Regions from separate parts of the Mus musculus genome. Here regions 1, 2, 3 and 5 are each linked to region 4. The links are chromatin contacts, called in public ChIA-PET, Hi-C and HiChIP or PLAC-seq maps. All regions are on one chromosome and are shown on one strand. The core of a region is the stretch at or near the end of the contact, and the rest is flanking DNA. Distances in the headings are between cores, read along the strand shown.

Region 1 (2,700 bases), core at 6-2,505, 440 kb before region 4:
CTAGAACTTTCAGTTAGATTGTCATTATTATTTCCAGGAGGTGGGTATTTTTTCAGGGAAATCGAGATAAGGAACACACACACACATTCACACTTACACACACACACACACACACACACACACCCTCCCGTTGCCCAGCCTCTGACCATACCAGAACCAGAGACATTTGAGCTTAAACATTTCTGGCATCTCTGAGCTCTAGCCAGGGTAGGCCTGACATTTCCTGCTTTTAGCCAAGAAAGAAACTGGTTACTTTTCTTTGGGGTCTTTTTTACCCTAAACTTCCTAACCAGTTTCTACCTCCTTTATCATCTTCCATGCATCCTAATCCATGGCCACACCCACCCTTGCTCCACCCACCTCTCCTGGCCCCACCCGCCAAAGTCTACAAACTCTCCAGCATCCTAAACTCTACCCCTGCTGACCGCAACCAACCAAATGTACCAGCCTCTCCCTTCTCCTTGTCTACAGCAGGGACTTTCATGACATTACATGATAAAATGGAACAAAAAGTTTAATCAGGGATGGAGACATGATTAGAGGTTAAGAGCAGTTGCAGAGGGCCAAGATTGGATCCCAGCTTCTTGGAATCCCAGTTGCTTACAATTGGCTGTAACTCCAGTTCCAGGGACCAACGCCCTCTTCTGGTCTCCTTGAGCACTGCATACACATGATAAGAATAGGCATGCAGGCAAAACACTCACACACATAAAATAGAAACAAATAAAAGAAGTTTCATCAAACCACTGACTCCATACCAGTTTTTGCCTTTTGTTTTAATGCTAGAGAAAGCTGCTCAATTGGTTCACCATCTGTGGAGTCACACTCCCTCCCACTTAAAGCACCCTGACCAGTAGCATTTCTGGAAAGTTGGCTTCTAACAGCCTTGTGTCCAATTAAGACCATTAGCTAGGCTAAAATTCTGGACACACCTGGGCTTCAGTCACCCACCAGCTCTGTGTTTGATGAGGGTCTCCAGCTGTGGCCCAGCTGTGTGGAACATACATCTCTTCATTGAATGATTCAGGTGACCTTTCGCTGCTTTTCAGGTCCTAAGACCTCGTGATTCCTGAATGACATTTTAGGAGTCCAACGGCGAATGCCTAGGTGGAATCGCTCACCCTGCCTCCTCTGTGGTTGGTCACCTTTCTATGAAGATATCTGTGTTCCTAATGAGTACCAAAGAAAAGGGAACTTAGCATGCAGCAGGTCAGGCTGCTGGACAAGAGACTTGTAGATTTATCATAATTACAAAACTTAATGATGCTTCCCCCTCCAGTTTGTCCTGGGCCGCAGAAGTTAAGGGCTTCTCTAGTTTGGGGTTATTGAATCAGAGGCTGAGGGAAAAGAATGAGAAAACGAGTTAGCGCGGCAGACCCTGGACTCCAGGCTCTGGCGTGTCAGCACAGGCGGGGAGGGTCTGTAGCCACAGTCACTTGTGGATGCTGGGACCACTGAAAACTTGTGGTCACTCCAATGCTGCAGAGAAAGCTTTCACACTGAGTCCATAGGAAGAGGAGGCTCCAGGGAGCCTACTCACGGGCAGAGGGAGCGGCACTGAAGACAAACAGAGGCAGGCTCTTTCCAGAAAGGAGCATATCGTTCGCGCCTCAGGTCTGGGGTGACAGAACGAAGATGTGACTGAGGGTCAGCCTCATGAAAGGCTTCGTAAGCCAAAGCAGTTTCAGCTCATCCTGTAGAATGTCAAGGGAAGAAAAGTCTGTGGAAGGGAGGGGGGCTTGGCCGACAGAAGCCATGACTGTGCCCGCTTGTGGGCAGAAGTCTGAGAGAAAGATCAGTGAGGCAGCTCAGGAAGTCGACACATCAGGTGACAAGCCTGAAGATTCAAGCTCAACCCCACATGGCAGACAGAAAGAATCGGATCCTGCAAGCTGCCCTCTGACCTCCACGAATGTGTCACGGCAAACATGTGCACACACACACACCAAATAAACACAATCCTAACAAAAATTGTAAGTCCAAGAGGCCCCAGGTTTCAGGCTAAGTAGGTGGCTGGAAGTGAGACCACATGGAAACTGAGAACCCTGGAGGACAAATAGGCTAAGCCAGGAAGGACAATGAGCTCCATTAGGGAGATGCTGGGGTTTTCCATTTATTTCTTTCTTTCTCTCTCTCTTTCTTTCTTCCTTCCTTCCTTCCTTCCTTTCTCTCTCTCTCTTTCTTTCTCGCTCTCTTTCTTCTTTCTTTCTTTCTTTCTTTCTTTCTTTCTTTCTTTCTTTCTTTCTTCTTTCTTTTTTGAGACAAGGTCTTTATTTGTAATCCTGGCTGTCTTGGAACTCACTATCCAGTCCAGGCTGGCCTTGAACTCACAGAGATCATCTGTCTGCCTCTGCCTCCAACCACTGAAAGTAATGGTGAATGCCACCACACCTGGCAAAGAAGCTAGGTTTAAGGAGTAAGGAAGTGTCCCAGAAAGAGGTTTCCCCTTAGCAAAAGCTAGCCTTGTGGTCTAAGCAAGGCTAGTAATGTGAGGGTTCTCAGCTTTAGGAGACAGATGAAATCATCTCTCCCGTGGTCCTCAGCCTTCTGAACACTGTGAAAGGGTTGTCCTGGCGTGTTCCTAAAAGGTCAAAGCAGTTGAGAACTGCTGAGAGCTTCTCATAGCTGCTGAGAGCCCAACAGTGTGGAAAGGACAAAGAAGAGTATCAGATCCCAACAACTGGGGAGTCGACGGCCGTC
Region 2 (2,700 bases), core at 14-2,513, 360 kb after region 4:
AGCATGGACCACCACACCCCACACCATTTCCTAGGTGTTTTGTGTATGGGGGGGGGGTCTCCTTTTTACATGCATGCACATCGCTGGCCTAATGGTGCACACGCAGAGTTATCATGTGACTTAGAATGGTTTTATTCACTTACTTATTTTACCCGCTGCTACTGTGGTAAGCAGTAAGTGCCTGAGGGTCAGGGGGTCAGAGTCTAGATGAATAGGAACCAAACTCAAAGCAAGGCTCGACTAAATTCTTCCGTCTCAGCACTCATGCCTTGGTCAGCACTCATGCCTTGGTCAGCACTCATGCCTTGGTCAGCACTCATGCCTTGGTCAGCACTCATGCCTTGGTCAGCTGGTTAACCCTGAGATCCCTTTGGAAGGAGAGGGCTTGCCTTTCCAGGGATCCCAGAGAGAGCCTCCGTCAGCACTGGCACACGGTAAGCACGCCATAAGTACCAGCCGATCCTTTTTTTTTTTTTTTTTTTTTTTTTTTTTAATGTATACTCCATGTCAGGAAGCATTCTCAGATAAGATTTTTTTTTATTTTCTTAATTATTGTCATATGTGTTTGAGTGTTTTGAGTGAATGTATGAAAAGGGTAGTCCATATATGTGGGTGGTGTCTGGTACTCCCCAGACAGATCCTCAGGAGCTGGACAGACAGTGGTCAGTCACCACATAGGTGCTGAGGACAAAAATCAGAGTTCCCTGGAAGAGCACCAATGCTCTTAACTCCAGAGCCGTTATTCCAGTCCTGCGGTCATCATTTATAGTGACTTCCTAGTGCTGTGCTGTTTTATATACTTCAACTTATTCAATGTCACTGCATATTTTGTTTATCTTAGTAGAGCAGTGATTTTTGGGTACCTGAAGTTCTGCCCCAGTTTTAAGTATTTCCACCCCAGACTTGTGTTATCGGAGTTAAAGGGTATCATAATTTTTAAGAGGCCGCTAAAGCATATGCTAAGTTGCTTCAACAGAAGAGATTTTAAGATCAGGGCTCAAGCTTGGTTTTCAAACTGCAGCAGCAGGAACAACCCTTTCCTACCTCCCTTTTAAAGTTGTCGCGCTGGAAGGCATACACTTCAGATTCCTGAACTTTTGAGACGGTCCCTTGCTTGTGAAAGGGACCAGAGTATAGAAAGGGGAGGAGGAAGAGGAGGAGAAGGAGGAGGGAAGAGCAGGTTTGAATGTCATAAACGCCCTGTCTGACTGTCTTAGTAATTGTATCACGGCTGACAGATGCAGCAGCGGTCACGTGGCACGAGCATGACCTCATAGCTCCGGGCCTGTGCCAAGGCCCAGCAGCTGTGGGAGGAGGGGAGGCAAGGTCGGCTGCATCACCCCAAGTTGGCAAGTTACTTAAAGGAGGCTTGAGGGCCTGGGAACTCTTCTTGGTCCCCGGAGTGCAGAGGAAGGAGATGCTCCGACTTTTTCCTGATGGTCCGGAAACGATATTTCGCTGCTTCATTAGTAACTATTTGCTGCGTGCAGCTGGATGCCCAGCTCCGACTGCATGCCAAGCTCTGTGCCAGGCGATCTGCCCATTTCCTTTCCCTGCGCTCTGATTAGCCACATCTTATTGCCCAGGAAATAGGATTGGAAACAGAATGAGAAAACTTTAGGTTCAAGCCAAGAAGTGAGGACAGGACTGGCAGCTTCAGGCGCCCCCCTCCTTCCCCCTCCCACCCCCCCCCTGCTTTTGAGGTTGGGACCCTTGGGATGCGGGAAACTTCCTGAAAGAAAGGGGAGAGGCAAGATGGGACAGGAAAGCACAGCAGACAGAACTTACCTAGATCTGTAAGGCAGAGAAGGGCATTTTTGAGAGAACCATCAAGATAAGTAGATCAAAAGGACAGAATTCATAGAGTGAAGGAGCGCTCTCTTCCCACCTAACCAGCTATGACAGTTCCACTTCCCTGTAGAATGCCTGCGAAAGACTGGCAAAGACCCAGGAAACATTTACAACCCTAGGTTTTGCATGCACTCTAGACAGCTTCCTAGTACATGAAAATGCCAATTCCATCACAGGCAATCATGCCTGTGAATGTTCCAACCCCTGGATGCCTGTGTACACACACACATAAATAAATACACATACACACACACACACAAATGTGCACACACACACATGCACACACAAACCACAAGCACACACATATACACACATAACACACGTGCATACACACATACACACACAAACGCATGTGCACACACACACATTTTTCTTAGACTTCTTAAGGAACAAATCCATGCAGCTTCTTGTACATTTTTAGGCTTAAGCATTCAAATATTTTCCCTCAGTTTAAATCCTTACATGGGATACACTTTCTGGTATATTGCAAATATTGACATTTTAAAGTAAAATGGTTACAGTACTCTGAAACATGTTTCCAAATGCAACACCGCAGTGGTTGGCTACCCACTGCCATCCCTTTTAAAAATACATGAAGACGTTGGAACCATTTCATCTCTCTCTCTCTCTCCCCGGCGTCACACATTTCTACTCCATTTCTCGGTTTAGCCCACACTTTTATGAATGGAAGTCTCCTGGATCCATATCATAGCCTCGCTCACTCCAGCGTGACTATTTTTGTATACCTGTATTCATACAAAATGAGTTCGTTTAACACATTTCTTGTGACTGTTCACTCTCTCTTTATCTTTATCATTAAAAAAAATCATTTTGATAACTTTATATTTG
Region 3 (2,700 bases), core at 120-2,619, 260 kb after region 4:
GCTCCAGCTGAGCCCTCTTGGGTCTGGGACCAACCGGCTCTGCCCATGATGCCCAGAGTAGGAACTGGTATGCTAATTTAGAAAACTACTTTAAAAAAAGAAACCCAGATTCTGAACGCAAACATACTCTTACAGAGGAACCTGTGCCAAGTTTGCCCCATCTGTTTTGCAGGGGTCTATGACTAAACCTTCTGATGGACCCCAGATCTCAGTATCTGTCTTGGCTCCATTTCAATAGGTACATCAAATAGCCAGTCTGACCTGCTGCTAGGGAGACCAGTTGTCTAGTCCATCTGGGGCCAATCATTCAAAAGTCCTGTGTTAACAGGAAACGCCTCAACCCTACATTCTTCACAGAGATGCTTTGGTGCTCACTGCGCAGCACATTTTGCATTTTCCTAGGGGTTTCCAGAGAAAGCATGTCTTTCCTCCAAATGGTCCCCCATATCATTTTAATTTTGGAATCATCTACAACACATCTCCAATCACAGGAGCATAGAGAGCAGAACGAAAGATACTCTCTGTCCTGGAGTGGGGCAGATCTCTGAGGTTCACTCTCTAGTCATGCAGAGTTGAGCGACTAGCCAGTTCTCCTCGCTCCCATGTGGCCCACTGCACTATCAGTGCCCCTTCACATCTTCATTCTCCCCAGGCACCTTTGAAGGTCTTCTTTCTACAGTATCATACAGAATAAAAAGAACTGGGTTTGGCCGTGGTGGGTGACGGGGGAACAGCTTGTATAGAGGAAAGAGTGAGGACTTTGCTGGGAGAAAGATCTGCCGTTGAGTCTCGTCTCTCATGGGTCATTTTTTGGACCGTGGGTGAGTTTGTTGGCAAGATGATAATACTATGAAAAATCAGCAGTGCTTCGTGGGACTCGACTTGCATGGAGAGGGTGCAGTCAGCATGCAATGGAGGACACGAGAGGCCCAGTTCTAGACTGGGCACCTGAGCTCAGTGGGGTTGCTATGTCTGTCTGTCCAGGGAGATGCTGCTGAGTGACTGCTCCATGCCTAAGGTGGCCACAATCTGCTCTTCTTTCAATGTCACTTCCCCAGGCAAGCTTTACCTTAGACTCATGGGACCCCGCACTCTTTATGTTTCTTTTTACAAAATGAATTTATATTTGTCGATTGTTTATGTTCAGTCTTCCCTACTTGATGACAAACTTTCTAAAGGCAAGGCCATGTCTATCTTGTTCACTGCTGTAGCTTCAGTAACAAAAACAGGGACTGGTACCCCTCAGGTATTTACAAATGTCTGTTGAACAACACTAATCAAATGACCACCCATGGGTACATGGAGAAGATGGTGTGCGCCTCAGACGTAGTCAGCCACTAGGTGGCGCGAATGCTTCTTTCACAAGCTATCCCGCAGGCTCAGATGTAGTCTGCCACTAGATGGCGCGATGATTCTCACGCGCGCTATCCCGCAGGCTTTTTCAGACCGGAGGCAAAGGTTCAATTTTCAATTCTGCTTGGAAGGGATTCTGCTGAGTTTATAACATCTGTCTTCACTGAGCGCCATGCTAGGCAATTTACAATGTGTACTGTAGCTCTCACAGCTGCCACGGGAGAAGTTTGCCCGCTTTACAAGGGAGGAAAGTCATTTCAAGCAACTTGAAGTAACTTTTCTTAAAATACACAACCCACAGCAGGAAAATAACACTCCGGACCTGAATCTGTTGTCTTCTATATCTGAGTTCTTTCTAGCATATTCTAGTGCTTCTATTACAGTGTCTCATAAGCCAGTAATATACTTCCTTCTATTAAAAAATATTCTCACAAGAGATTGGTGTTTTATCAGAGACCCAGTTAGAAGTCTCTGCACGGCCCTTGGTTTCTAAAGTCAACTTAGAGAAGAGGGGAGTCAAGTCAGAATAGACTCAGTATTTCTTGGGCAAGACCTTTCGTTCTTGAGCTTGTGAGTGACCTAAGCATAGTTGGTGAAAGGAGAATATAACCCTCTGTATTAACCAATCATGAGTAGCTACTAACTTCATTCATGAACATCTAGCTACTAAGTTCATTCATTCAGCAACTAAGGTGACAACTGGTCTGGCAGACATGAAGATACACTAAAGAGATACTGTGTCTCTCAATCTGTCAGACATCTGAAACAAGGGATCCCAAAGAAATGGGAACTTGCCTAGGAATCTCATGGTGGGAGAAGGAAGGGCAGCTACCAAAAGGGGAACTTTTCTCCTGGAAAGAGACACAGTGCGGGATGAAACTAATGATGGACCAGTGGTGGACAGGACCACATCCTGACTGAGACTGCTTAGATGTGCACATCCTTGGCCTCTATTTACATTTTGACCTTATGTCATGCCCCCAGAGACAGACTCGAAGGGTTTGATGGATCTCTTTGTTCCTCTTCCCAATGTGGCCACATGGAATCTCTCCCTTTTTTCTGCTTTCCACTTAATAATTTAGCTGTTTTAATTGCTCATTGAGGACCTGACTCGGGCCACAAGGCATAACGCCCAAATTCTATAACGAGTCCACGCACGGAGCTGAGCAAACAGATGGGTTTACAATGTGGTCAGTGATAATGAAATGTGTGCAGGAAAGACATATATATACACACAATGGTACCTCAGTGCCAGGCAGATGCTACACACCACAAGAGCACCATGAATCTAGAAGGCAGAAAGAGTCCTGTGAAAGTCAGAGGTGACCAGAAAACACATCAGGAAGA
Region 4 (2,700 bases), core at 149-2,648:
TACTGAGACCAGCAATGCCTTCCCTTGCAGTCATTTCTGCTCCAACCGTAAGCTGGAATAAACCCGTCTTTCTTAAGTTGCCTTTCTCAGGGATCAGTTTCAGCAAGGAGGAAAGCAACTAATCCCCCGCCCCTCGGTTAAGTTCCCTTCCCTCTGACTCAGCGGAGAACGCGAACTGAATTTCCCACTTTCTGTTTGGTTGTCTGTGTGGTTCTGCAATGAAACCCAGACATCCTAGGCAGAGTTCTACCAGTGTTCTAAATCTCCTGCACCCCACGTCTCCTGCACCCCATGTCTTCTGCGCATGTGTCTCCTTGCACGGCCACCATGCTATTTATGATTGATCTCCCCAGCCCAGAGACAGCTCGATGCCTGTTTGTTGCTTAGAAAGAACATGGAAAGGAGCACACAGAAATAAGCAAAGTCAGGCATGCTAACTGTGGTGCTTGGCAGGGAGAGCCTCTGCCCTCCATTAAAAAACAATACATCTTGAAGAACTCACTAACAAACTACAGCAGATTACTGAGGCCTTCTCCATAGCCAGGCTTGTTTGCTGAGCTACAGACCCTTGCCTCAAAAAAGATAGGCTCTGAGGATAAGACCCAAGACTCTGGCACGCATCTGCAGAAGAACACATATGTGCAGTCACACAATACATACATGCATACAAACATAGACACACATGGATGAACACATGCAGATAATTCCTTAGAAGTTATAATATTCGGGGCTGGAAAGATAGTTCGCAGGTTAAGAGCACTGGCTGCTCTTCCAGAGGACCCAGGTTCAAATCCAAGCCCCCACATAGCAGCGATCACCTGTAATTCCCTGGGACTGGAGTTACAGATGGTTGTGACCACCATGTGGGTGCTGGAAACTGGACCTGATCCTCTGGAAAAGCAGTTTGTGCTCTCTACCACTGACTCATTCCTCTCTAGAGCCTGTAGGATAACTTCCAGCATGCTTAAGACCGATAAGGTTCCCAGAGCCAGAAATCCTTGGGTTTAACTGCAAAGAAGACATACTTCCTGCCCACAATGTTTAGAGATCTACACCAACCCTGAGAGTTCTCCCCTTCTCCCAAGAGTCCTTCCACACAAGTGGCCAAACAACAGCCCAGCCCCAGGTCCAAGCAGAGGACTGCAGCTCTGGAGCCCACTCCAAGGATCCTGGCAGCTGTGGGCCAACCCTGTGCTCTGGGCAGGAAACCAATAACTCCCAGGAAGTGCCAGGCACTGCTTCCTGTGCCACAGTGGCAGACGGGAACTTTCTGTGAAAACACACAAGGCCAACAAGGAAAAGCCCCTTGCAAAACAACGCTGTATTTTTCAGGTCCTGCCCTGGGCTCAGGCCGTGGTCCCAGCTCTCTCAGTGCAGGCTGACTCATCAACCTCCGTAGCAGGCCTTCCAACACGGCCCGCCCCTGAAGCTGTGGGCCCCAGATACACAAGTGGAGACAGGAGGCTTCCTTTGCTGAGAAATTCCCTTTCCCAAAAGGTAGCAGTCTCCACCCACCCACCACAGCACCTACGGTTAATCTTGTGTTTGTCAATCATGGGCACCCTGCGTGGCCGGGAAAGAAGGAAGGAAACACAGCTTAGGTTATTCTTTAACCTAAAGGTCTGGTGGGCAATGGCTGTCACAGATCACACTCAAAGTGGGCAACTGTGGGGACAGGAAAGGACGGAGATGGCACAGCACAGCTGTTTAGCAGTGGCATCATAAGCTCCCGCATCACGTGGGTCAGCTCTGTGTGCAGTCGCAAGAACTGAGTTGAGGAGGTTTCTATATCCAAACTTCTCCTCCTCCTCCTCCTCCTCCTCCTCCTTCTTCTTCTTCTTCTTCTTTTTTTTTTTTTTTGTTTTGTTTTGTTTTGTTTTGTTTTTTCAAGACAGGGTTTCTCTATGTAGCCCTGGCTGTCCTGGAACTCACTCTGTAGACCAGGCTGGCCTCGAACTCAGAAATCCACCTGCCTCTGCCTCCCTAGTGCTGGGATTAAAGGCGTGCGCCACCACTGCCCGGCGTGCCGTTACTTCTCACAGCCCTAAGTTGGGAAGTGGCCAAGTACCCCTTGACAAAAAAGGATGGTCACCAGGGGGTAAGGGCATGCAAAGAGGAAGTACTGTTTAATGAACAGAGTTTCCGTTTTTTACAAGAAAAAGAGTTCTAGAGATTGATTGCACAGCACTGTCTAGCCAACGCTAACATGTATGCTTTGCCTTCTCACTGTTTGTTTCTCTGAGCCAGAGTCTCTGTATTCCGAACTCCACTGCTATACATCTGAGGATGGCCTTGGGCGCCCAATCCTCTTGCCTCCACCACCCAAATGCCGGCATTACAAAAGTGGACCACCATGGTTGACCCTTGGAAAAAATATATATTTGTACCTACATATATTTGATATTGGGAATTAAACCTAAGGTCTTACTAAGAACGACTCTATCGTTAAATATACAATCTACTGTGTGTGTGTGTGTGTGTGTGTGTGTGTGTGTGTGTGTGTGTGTGGTGTGTGTGTGTGTGTGTGTGTGGTGTGATGTGTGTGTGTGTGTGTGATGTGTGTGTGTGTGATGTGTGTATGTGTGTGTGTGTGTGTGGTGTGATGTGTGTGTGTGTGTGTGATGTGTGTGTGTGTGATGTGTGTGTGTATGTGTGTATGTGTGTGTGTGTGGTGTGTGTGGTGTGTGTGTGTGTGTATGT
Region 5 (2,700 bases), core at 152-2,651, 310 kb before region 4:
TAGGGCATCCGACACCCTCTTCCGGCCTCTGAGGATACGTCACGCATGAGCTGTGCAGACATACATGCAGGCACTATACCAATACATATACAATAAAAATAAACAAATCTTTTATTTTAAAAGACTGTATTTGGGAAGAGCCTATTAGCAGGTCCACATCTTCTATATACATTTCATGTTGTGTTTCTCAACTGTGCAAAAGTGAGTTCTGTCCTGGAGTGGATGGTCAGAGGCACAGGAGTCTGGAAACCCTCTGCGCATGCCAAGAATGGAGAGCCTTCTTTGTCCTCACCCAGGAGAGAGCACAAATCCATTATCAACGAAACACTCTGGGGAAAACTCGAACTTTCCTGGTAGGTGCTTTTCTCTAGATGACACACAATGCTGCTCTCTCAGTGCCGAGGACTCTGGCCAGACATTGCTTAGTGAGACATCGCCCCCGCAGCGAAGTGGCACGATACTCTCCCCCCAGATGGAATGAATCATTCTCTTGATTTTGAACCCTCGCAGCCTGTTACTCACACAGTGGCTAATTTCTGACCTATTACACCTTGCACAGGTGAATCTTCATAGAAACGGTCCCTCCCGGGCAGGGAAGAGGGCTGACTCATCCGTCTTCCCCAGGCCGGCAAGACAAGCCCTGCTCGCTCGCGTACGCGCGTGGCTGCTGCTCAGCTACCCCTCACCGAATCAATTACTTTTAAAATTCAGTCTCTTAGGGATTAAGTTACTGAGGTCTGTGAGGAAACCTGTCCAACCAGTTGCACCTTGTATACTTTTTCCTTGGTCAGCGCCTGAGCTGATGTTTCCTCAACACGGCTGCCAGCCCCTCACGTCACGTGACCATGGCGCATCTTTAACCCGGTAAAGACTGGGAACATCTGGGGAAAAGGACGATTTAAGCACTATTTTATCTGTGTATTTTATATTTTATTAGTATGTGTTAATTATAATGACGATTGCGTTATGACTTTTTTTTATAGATACATAAAATGTATTTTGATTATATTCACTCTCAGTCGAGCTCTCTTCTCGCCCTCCTGTAGTAGCTGGTCCTTTTTCTGGTTCTGGCTAATTGCTGTGGTGTAGAGCACGCGCTTGTGTATGTGCGTGTCCCAATGCTCTGTGAGGCTCAGTGAGTTCCATCAGGGTCACTCACAGGAACATGGATGGTGGGTTATTTACCTGAGCGTGGGCCACCTTATGGCTACCCCACGAAAGAAAATCCCTCTTCCAGCAACCTATAGCTCCTCAGGGTGGGTGGAGGCGTCCCGAGCTCCTCCCTGCCCCACCCCAGGATGCGGACAGGCTGTGTCCTATGGCCACCTGGAAGGCCAACCTCTACAACAGTCCACCTTGTGATTCAGCGTGCGTGTTCTTTCGGTTTGTTCTTTATATTGTTACCTTGGAGGGATTACACAGACATCCTGTTTGTGGTCTGTGCAGTTACAGCTACCTACTGCAAATAGAGGCTGGTTTTGCTTTTTGTTTTTGTAGATCTGGATGGCCTTGGACTTAACAGAGATCCACCTGCCTCTGCCCTCATGCCCATTTAGGAGTGCTGGGATTAAAGGTTTGCGCCACCACACATGGAAACAAAGAAAAGGTTTCTTTGAGCAAAGCTAAAGGTAGCACTGGCTGGAGATACAGTTTAGCAGTTCAAAGTGCTTACTGCACTTGCAAAGGACCCAGGTTTGGTTCCCAACACCCGTCTCAGGTGACTCACATCCACCCATAGCTGCGGTTCCTGGGGATCTGATGGGCTTCTGACCTCTCTTATGTTATACACATTCGTTGCACATAAACTCAAGCAGACACACACACACACACACACACACACACACACACACAACTCAGTAAGTAAATACAGCTTTTAGAAAAGCTGACAGTAGGACCAACCCATGGAGACAGACATTTTCTGAAAGGTGCTTTGACATCATGCCCATTTAGGAAAACACGTGAAGGGTATGACCCCACAGCCATGGGCTTCGGACCCGGTTTACAATACCAGATCTGAATTCCCTCTGTGGAGTTGGCTTCTCCAATAAACAGACTTGCTGCCCTTGCACCAATGAGCAGATTTTGCCTGGCCAGGCCTAGTATAAAATGGATACTGCTGACTGTGCACCACTGAATATGATATAGGAAAAGGCACTCACGACAAGCCTGGATAGTTGCCGGGCAGTGGTGGTGCAAGCCTTTAATCCCAGCACTTGGGAGGCAGAGGCAGGCGGATTTCTGAGTTCGAGGCCAGCCTGGTCTACAGAGTGAGTTCCAGGACAGCCAGGGATACACAGAGAAACCCTGTCTTGAAAAACCAAAAAAAAAAAAAAAAAAAAAGGGAATTTACTCTCTTATGGTTGAGAAGGCCGGATGCCCTAAACCAAGGCACTGACAGGCCTCTCTTTTCAAGGCCCTAAAGAGACTTCATGCCCTTTTCTTGGCTTGTAGGTCATCATTATATGACACTTTCCCTATATATCCAAACTACCTCCCATTTTTTAAAAAAATGATTTTATTTTATACATATTGGTATTCTGCCTGCATACATGTTTGTGTAAGGGTGTTGAGCACCCTGGAACTGGAATTTCAGACAGTTGTGAGCTGTCATGTAGGTGTTGGGAACTGAACCCAGGTCCTCTGGGAGAGCCAACACTCTTAGCTATTGAGACAGTTCTCCAGCTCCCTCTGTTTATTATC

Evidence for each region. Hi-C and Micro-C count contacts between places; a contact is called where the count stands out from the background. ChIA-PET counts read pairs in DNA pulled down with a chosen protein or histone mark. HiChIP or PLAC-seq counts read pairs in DNA pulled down with a chosen protein or histone mark.
Region 1: a FOXA1 HiChIP or PLAC-seq map of pancreatic cancer cells shows a contact between it and region 4. The contact joins two enhancer-like sites. A contact is called at or near these places in 1 of 484 Hi-C or Micro-C datasets (embryonic stem cells), 1 of 115 datasets of contacts at active chromatin or transcription factors (pancreatic cancer cells) and 1 of 9 other capture datasets (embryonic stem cells).
Region 2: a contact with region 4 is called in an RNA polymerase II ChIA-PET map of memory CD8 T cells, with 9 read pairs. The contact joins two enhancer-like sites. A contact is called at or near these places in 4 of 39 promoter capture datasets (the HPC-7 cell line, embryonic stem cells, hippocampal neurons and 1 more) and 1 of 115 datasets of contacts at active chromatin or transcription factors (memory CD8 T cells).
Region 3: a contact with region 4 is called in a Hi-C map of bone marrow-derived macrophages, with 24 read pairs. The contact joins two enhancer-like sites. A contact is called at or near these places in 6 of 39 promoter capture datasets (the 3T3-L1 cell line, the HPC-7 cell line, embryonic stem cells and 3 more), 2 of 15 datasets of contacts at CTCF or cohesin (the NIH/3T3 cell line and pro-B cells), 14 of 484 Hi-C or Micro-C datasets (B cells, ECoMG myeloid progenitors, the HL-1 cell line and 10 more), 5 of 115 datasets of contacts at active chromatin or transcription factors (the HPC-7 cell line, embryonic fibroblasts, fibro-adipogenic progenitors and 2 more) and 1 of 9 other capture datasets (adipose tissue).
Region 5: an RNA polymerase II ChIA-PET map of memory CD8 T cells shows a contact between it and region 4, with 52 read pairs. The contact joins two enhancer-like sites. A contact is called at or near these places in 1 of 484 Hi-C or Micro-C datasets (uterus), 16 of 115 datasets of contacts at active chromatin or transcription factors (bone marrow-derived macrophages, embryonic basal ganglia, embryonic forebrain and 11 more) and 3 of 9 other capture datasets (adipose tissue, embryonic stem cells and liver).

The regions. Positions count from the first base shown.
Region 1 is chr17:87,737,961-87,740,660 of GRCm38.p6, reverse strand. No RefSeq gene overlaps it. Among named protein-coding and RNA genes, the nearest start is that of Kcnk12, 59 kb to the left of the region's middle. Within about 2 kb of position 1,255, at least 14 of the 459 cell types and tissues checked have an H3K27ac peak or open chromatin away from gene starts, as enhancers often do. A contact at or near this core is called in pancreatic cancer cells, where this site is marked.
Region 2 is chr17:86,936,509-86,939,208 of GRCm38.p6, reverse strand. No RefSeq gene overlaps it. Among named protein-coding and RNA genes, the nearest start is that of Atp6v1e2, 10 kb to the left of the region's middle. Within about 2 kb of position 1,263, at least 213 of the 459 cell types and tissues checked have an H3K27ac peak or open chromatin away from gene starts, as enhancers often do. A contact at or near this core is called in memory CD8 T cells, where this site is marked.
Region 3 is chr17:87,043,275-87,045,974 of GRCm38.p6, reverse strand. It overlaps Gm30421 (a long non-coding RNA gene), which reads left to right. Exons shown (of 3, transcript XR_877089.2): 3 at 1-2,700. Among named protein-coding and RNA genes, the nearest start is that of Gm30421, 6.3 kb to the left of the region's middle. Within about 2 kb of position 1,369, at least 10 of the 459 cell types and tissues checked have an H3K27ac peak or open chromatin away from gene starts, as enhancers often do. A contact at or near this core is called in bone marrow-derived macrophages, where this site is marked.
Region 4 is chr17:87,301,184-87,303,883 of GRCm38.p6, reverse strand. All of the region lies in intron 3 of Ttc7 (tetratricopeptide repeat domain 7), which reads right to left. It overlaps Gm52284 (a long non-coding RNA gene), which reads left to right. Exons shown (of 3, transcript XR_003952233.1): 2 at 1,333-1,497; 3 at 2,248-2,503. Among named protein-coding and RNA genes, the nearest start is that of Gm52284, 4.5 kb to the left of the region's middle. Within about 2 kb of position 1,398, at least 136 of the 459 cell types and tissues checked have an H3K27ac peak or open chromatin away from gene starts, as enhancers often do. A contact at or near this core is called in bone marrow-derived macrophages, memory CD8 T cells, pancreatic cancer cells and 1 more, where this site is marked.
Region 5 is chr17:87,607,747-87,610,446 of GRCm38.p6, reverse strand. The region is part of intron 2 of Gm46609 (predicted gene, 46609); the gene reads left to right. Among named protein-coding and RNA genes, the nearest start is that of Gm46609, 4.4 kb to the left of the region's middle. Within about 2 kb of position 1,401, at least 84 of the 459 cell types and tissues checked have an H3K27ac peak or open chromatin away from gene starts, as enhancers often do. A contact at or near this core is called in memory CD8 T cells, pancreatic cancer cells and uterus, where this site is marked.